2 separate regions of the Gossypium arboreum genome follow, and region 2 is linked to region 1. The links are chromatin contacts, called in public Hi-C maps. All regions are on one chromosome and are shown on one strand. Each heading gives the region's core, a stretch centred on a gene start, on an enhancer-like site or on the middle of the called end of the contact. The rest is flanking DNA. Distances are from core to core; before and after follow the strand shown.

Region 1 (2,872 bases), core at 130-2,629:
AAGTGCAGATGACATAACTTCCCAATATTTGGGATCATCCTCCACAACCTGCATTCAATAAACTGATTAAATATCATCATCTTAGGTGAATATAGAACCAAATATCAGTTAAACAACTCGCAAGCCTAAACCTCCAGAACTGCAGAAGTACCATATAAAAGAAGTTAACTTCATAAGGAACATAGAAGGCTAATTATTTAACACCTGCAAGTTAACAAATTCTTTTTGAAAATCAACAAGCTTTGAGTGGACTGTCGGGTGTGTTCCAGAGAAAAGGCTATCGTAATCCTGCCAAGACACAAATTGCTTACTAGTAACAAACAACTTTAAAACCAAACTAATGTAAAACTTAATGGTTATAGTAACAAAAGAAAAGGGTAGGATATTTACAGCTAACCAATCAACAAGGCGTTCGGGTAACCATGAATGAGATGGCTTTTCTGCATAAAACATTTCCAATAGCTCCCACGCAGCCTTCAAACTAGTTGGTTCCTCTCCTTTCTGAGAGGAGAAAAAAAAAAGGTAACTTGAAATTCAAAGAAATTACCATTAAATTAACACTTTCTAGCTTAACCATTATATTAACAAAATTTCCATCCCTCATACCAAGCGAAGACAAAATGGCTCATCAAAAAAATGGAACTCACAGTTATGACTGACTTCGTGTCATCGAGAACCGGAACTGAAGCCGATTTCTGATTAACTAGAAGGGCATTTATGTCCTTGCTGTACTCCATTATGTAATCCCACCTAAAAACAGCGAATTCAATTTTTTTTCAGAAGAAAAGAAAATAAATTTCAAAGATATATTGGTATAGAAAAAATGAAATTTTGAAAATCAATTACCAGTCACCATCGTAAGGTGAAGAATTCATGGACATTTTGGACAAGCTGGAGACAGCATTTTTCCTGCTTTGGAGTAGAGCAAAAGGAGAGACCGAACCGTAGGCGATCCTCCGCCAATGAGCCTCGCTGATCTCGCCGTCTCCGCCGCCGAGCTTCACTTCCACTACTTTTCCTCCGTCACCATCATTGACGGAGCCATCGGAAGAAGGAGCGGCGAAAACCGAGACTCGGAGGGAGTTACCGCGTGACCATGAGATGGAGAGTCTAGAGATTGGAGACTTGAGACCATGGCGGAGAGGATACACCACCGCGCCCGGGGACTCGGGTGAAAGTGGAACCAAAGCGCCGCGGGCGGAATCAGAAGAGACGCCGGGCATTTCCTTTTGCCAATAAATCAGTGAGTGGGGGGTCTGAAAGCTTTAGGGTTTTCGAGGGGGTTTGCCAACGTTGAATTGAGGGGGAAAGGAGGGATTCATTCGACCCGTGTTTGGTTACGAGGCGAAACTAAACTAACGTAAGAATAAGTTTCGTAGATAAAATTCCCAACGCTCATACATGTATTAATTATACAAAATTACAGATTCACTTGAATTTTGTAAAATAATGTAATTGATTCAGATTTAAATAATTGAAATTATTATTTCACTTACACCTTAAATTTTTGTTTATATATTAATTTTAGATTCAGATTATTTTTTAAATTCAAACTCAAATTTTAATTTAAAATTAAAAGAAAATCTGATATTTTTTTCCTAATGAAATGGTAAATAATATTTATTAAAACCAATAAAATCACTCGTATATGAATCTTGAACTTTTGAAAGTCTCATCATTCTTTGTAACTTTTGGTAATAAATAGAAAACAGCAAACAGCTTCTTATTTTTAAGTTAGACAAATAAAAGATTGTCGTCCAATAATAAAATTTATTTTAAATTAGTTTTAGATAATTACTTGAAGGTGGAGTCTATTTTAAGCTTGGGTGTAAGTGTAATCTATCATGCACCCCCCACTTTTTTTTTTTTTAAAATTAATCTCATATGTATACTTACATTAAATCCAAACAAACATCCAGTAAGAATATAGTTTGAGAAAGTCTCATCCTAATTAACCCCATAGTACAAATTCATGACATCATTAAATAAATAAAATATTTAAGTCAATTTTTATTTATTTCCACTACCCTATTATCAAATGATATTATCCATTAACAGTTTCATAATTAAACGTAAAGAATTCGTGATTAACAATTTTTTACCCTACAACTAACAACCTAAAACAAATTATCCAGCACATAGGCTACTACCACCGTCGCCAACGTCGTCACGACCAATATAAGCAGCCAAATTCAAATACTTCTCTTGATCAGTACTCCACCTGGCACGACAAATTACACAATTAGCCGACCTCCTCCCTCGACTCCTCTTCCACCTCATCAAACACTCTTCATGGATCAGGTTCCGACACGTGGAACACGCCGCCACCTTCTCTCCTTTCTCCATTTCCTCCAAGCAAACGGGGCAAACCGTTCCTTCTTCTATCTCCTTAACTCCCCCGGACTCGCCTTGTTTTTTCCTCTGAGAGAAAAGTTGGTGGAACCTCTCGCGTACCCCTGCCCCGGCTAGAGCTTCAGGCAACGTCAGCGTCCCGAGGAGACGGCTGAGCCTACATGGACGGAGAGTTCGCCTCCGGAGACACGCGTCGTCGACCGAGACGCCCAATGCTCGGATTAGAACGAATAAGATGTGCTTGCATGGGGTCGTACGGTCGGGGCAGGTGCATGAAGGGGTGGAAGATAAGGTCACGGTGTAGACATTCCCCGTAGCACCTAACACTAAAAAGTCGGAATCGGATCGATGGAGGAGGAAGAGCGGGTGACGGAGCGCTCGAGCTATCCTTTCAGCAACTGGTTGAGTTGGTTTGAAACGATAATGTAGCCTGGTGTAATGGAGGTGATGATGATGGTTGTTTGGTCGTGGGGTTGATGATGAGGATGAGGATGAGGATGATGATGAACTAGAAGAGAGG
Region 2 (2,872 bases), core at 170-2,669, 240 kb after region 1:
CATTGACACGTATGCATGCCAACCGGAAGCAAAAATATGGGACGATCCATTAAAAGGTAAGAAATATAGGAAGCTTTCTATATCGAGCAATATGCATGTATGAAAAAGGGGGAAAAAAGGCATGCCACCATTTGTTCTAAACCCCACAATTTGAAGCTCAATTTCGCAACTAATCATTCATTAACAAACCTACTACTGCTAACAGCACATATGAATACAATATGCTGATAATTTTCTTTGAGGGAAAAGAACATAAAAAATAAACAAAAATGTAACAGCTAAATATACACCTTTGATAACAACCAGAGAAGCTCGTAACTATGAAAATAAAGAAATGCTACATAAAAATAACATACACGATCCACAATAAAGACATGAGCTCGAACTTCATGTGTTCACCAATTATAAAAAACATCAACGCGAATGCTGGAGCTAACCAGAAGCAGAAACATGGGACAATATATTTATAAAATAATAAATAATAAATAATAAAAAATAATGAAAAATCTAGAAATATAGGAAGTTTTTCTATACCTAGAAACATGCATGTATGAAAGAGAAAAAAAAAGCATGCAACAGATTTAAAGCTCAATTTTTCAGCTAATCATTCATAAACAAACAACTACGGGTGACAGCATATGAATACAATATCCTGGTAAATATCTTTAAAAAGCAAAGAACATGAAGATAAACAAAAAAAGAATATATGTTCATGAATTAAAAATAACATCAACATGTATGCCAGAGCTAACCAGAAGCATAAACATGGTACAATATATTAAAAATAAGAAATAAAGTAAGGAAGCTTTCTATATTGAGAAATATGGATATATGAGAAGAAGAAAAAAGGCAACAATTTGCTCTAGACCCACAAGTTAAAGCTCAATTTCTCAGCTAATCATTCATAAACTGGTAACAGCATATGAATGCAATATCCTGATAAGTTTCTTTAAAAGAAAAGAACATGAAAATAAACCCCCAAAAATAAAAATAACAGCTAAAACTACATATTTGTTAACAAATGGAGAAACTGATAACTACCCAGATGAAGAAATGGCACTTAAAACAGAAAAGACATGGTTTTTCACCTCGGGTTTTGTAAACCCAGAGAAGGCTGCTCTTTGTCTCTGTCTGTGCCTTGGGCGTAGACGATCCATTAAACACTCCAAAACAGTTCCTTTGCTTTCTTCAAATACAAACTTTAAAGTTTAAAACTTGGTGGAGGCAACTGAGAAACGATTTGGGGATTCAGGAATCTTGTTTACCTTAGTGAACCCTAAATTCTTGAAGTTTCAGAGACTGTGTGTGTTGTACAGCGTATGTATGACCATTTAAGCGCCTTTCAAAGTCTCGGATTCAATTTTTATAGAATTACAAATTATTCAAACAGAAAAATCTTTCAGAAGTTCTAATTATAAATTTCATCCTTTTATTTATAAAATTTGAAATATTAGTTCTTTTATTTTTAATTTATTAAAATTTGGTCTACATTTTTACAAAAAATATAGTAATCCAATTGAATCACGTCACGTTGTTCAGTTAAAAGTCATCAATTCATTACTTTATAATATAAAAATTAAGGAAATATTAGCAGTTCAACAAATTTTTGCACAAATTATAAAAATAAAAACGTAAAAATTTCAACATGTGGATTAACTTCTTAATTTTCAAAAAATATAAATATCAAAATCTGAAAAAATAGAGGGACTAACTTCTGAGTTTTTATAAGTTGAAAGATGAAATTCATGATTAAACCCTTATAGAATTTCATCCTTATGTGCTGCGTCCTACTGAGTTGTTCGTATTTGGGCCTTGGGTCGTCGTATAAACTTTATTGGGTTCAGGTCTTGCCTAATCCAAAACAAAAGGGCTTCCTCCTATTTATACCGGCAAATAAAGGGGAGTTGCATTCGTTCAAGTTTTTTGAATTTCTCGAATCGTTGGTGATAATTTGGAATATTAATTTTATGTTTTGATTTATTAGACTTATTTTAATAAGATTAATTTTATTTTATGGCTTTTGGATATCATTATACAATAAAATTTCAAAATAAAAAAGTCAAATTACTAATTCTTATAAAATATATATTTTTAATTATTTTCATTATTTTAAATATAAAATATTTATTATTATGTCATAAAAATTAAATAAAAATAATATTTGATTTGAGTGAAGTAATTTTTTTTTACTTATAGTTCATAAACTGTCTAAAAACCTCAATTCAAATCGATGTTAGATTTTTTTCAATTTTTCTTACTCATCTTTACAAGCAAAACTTATAAAATAATACATTAAATTTCAAGACAAGTAGAATTATTTATGAGTGGAGTTATCTTTCAAGTTTGAGTCCTTATAATATATGAATCTAAAGAAAACAAATAGCTTCCACAATTAAAGTCTCACAAACCCATTTTTATAATGGAAAATTACTTATATTATATTTGGATTGTATTCAAATTAAGGAAAGGAAAGGAAATGAAATTAACATTTTGTCCTTTTGTATAGTTTCTTTTATAAAAGGAGTTAAATTGTCCTTATTTTCCTTAAATTACTTAATTTTTAATTACCTTAAATTGGGAAAAAGTTAGGGAAAAAATTAAGGCTAGTTTTAAGATGTGAAATTACATTTGTATCTTATTAATTTTTATATTAATTATTTTATAAATGAACTTAATTGAAAAAAACCATATAATCAATTATTATCTTAATATCTCTACAATTTAATCAAATAAAAGTTATAAATATTCAATTACTTTGCTTTCCTTTTATTTATATAAACAAAATAAACCTACGCAAATATCTTTTCTTTAACATTCCTTTACTTTTTTTTTTTCCTTTTAATTATTTATCCAAACATAGGGTTAATATATT

Evidence for each region. Hi-C and Micro-C count contacts between places; a contact is called where the count stands out from the background.
Region 2: a contact with region 1 is called in a Hi-C map of leaf, with 2.5 times the contacts expected there. The contact joins the promoter of LOC108484427 here to the promoter of LOC108484021 in region 1. A contact is called at or near these places in 2 of 5 Hi-C or Micro-C datasets (both in leaf).

The regions. Positions count from the first base shown.
Region 1 is chr6:107,964,747-107,967,618 of ASM2569848v2, forward strand. LOC108484021 (nuclear pore complex protein NUP85) reads right to left here and starts at 1,380. Exons shown (of 18, transcript XM_017787627.2): 1 at 847-1,380; 2 at 648-750; 3 at 391-501; 4 at 205-288; 5 at 1-48. The coding sequence starts at 1,223. LOC108485948 reads right to left here. Exons shown (of 1, transcript XM_053030035.1): 1 at 1,987-2,872. The coding sequence ends at 2,128.
Region 2 is chr6:108,203,714-108,206,585 of ASM2569848v2, forward strand. LOC108484427 (protein SAWADEE HOMEODOMAIN HOMOLOG 2-like) reads right to left here and starts at 1,420. Exons shown (of 10, transcript XM_053029437.1): 1 at 1,266-1,420; 2 at 1,089-1,186. The coding sequence starts at 1,157.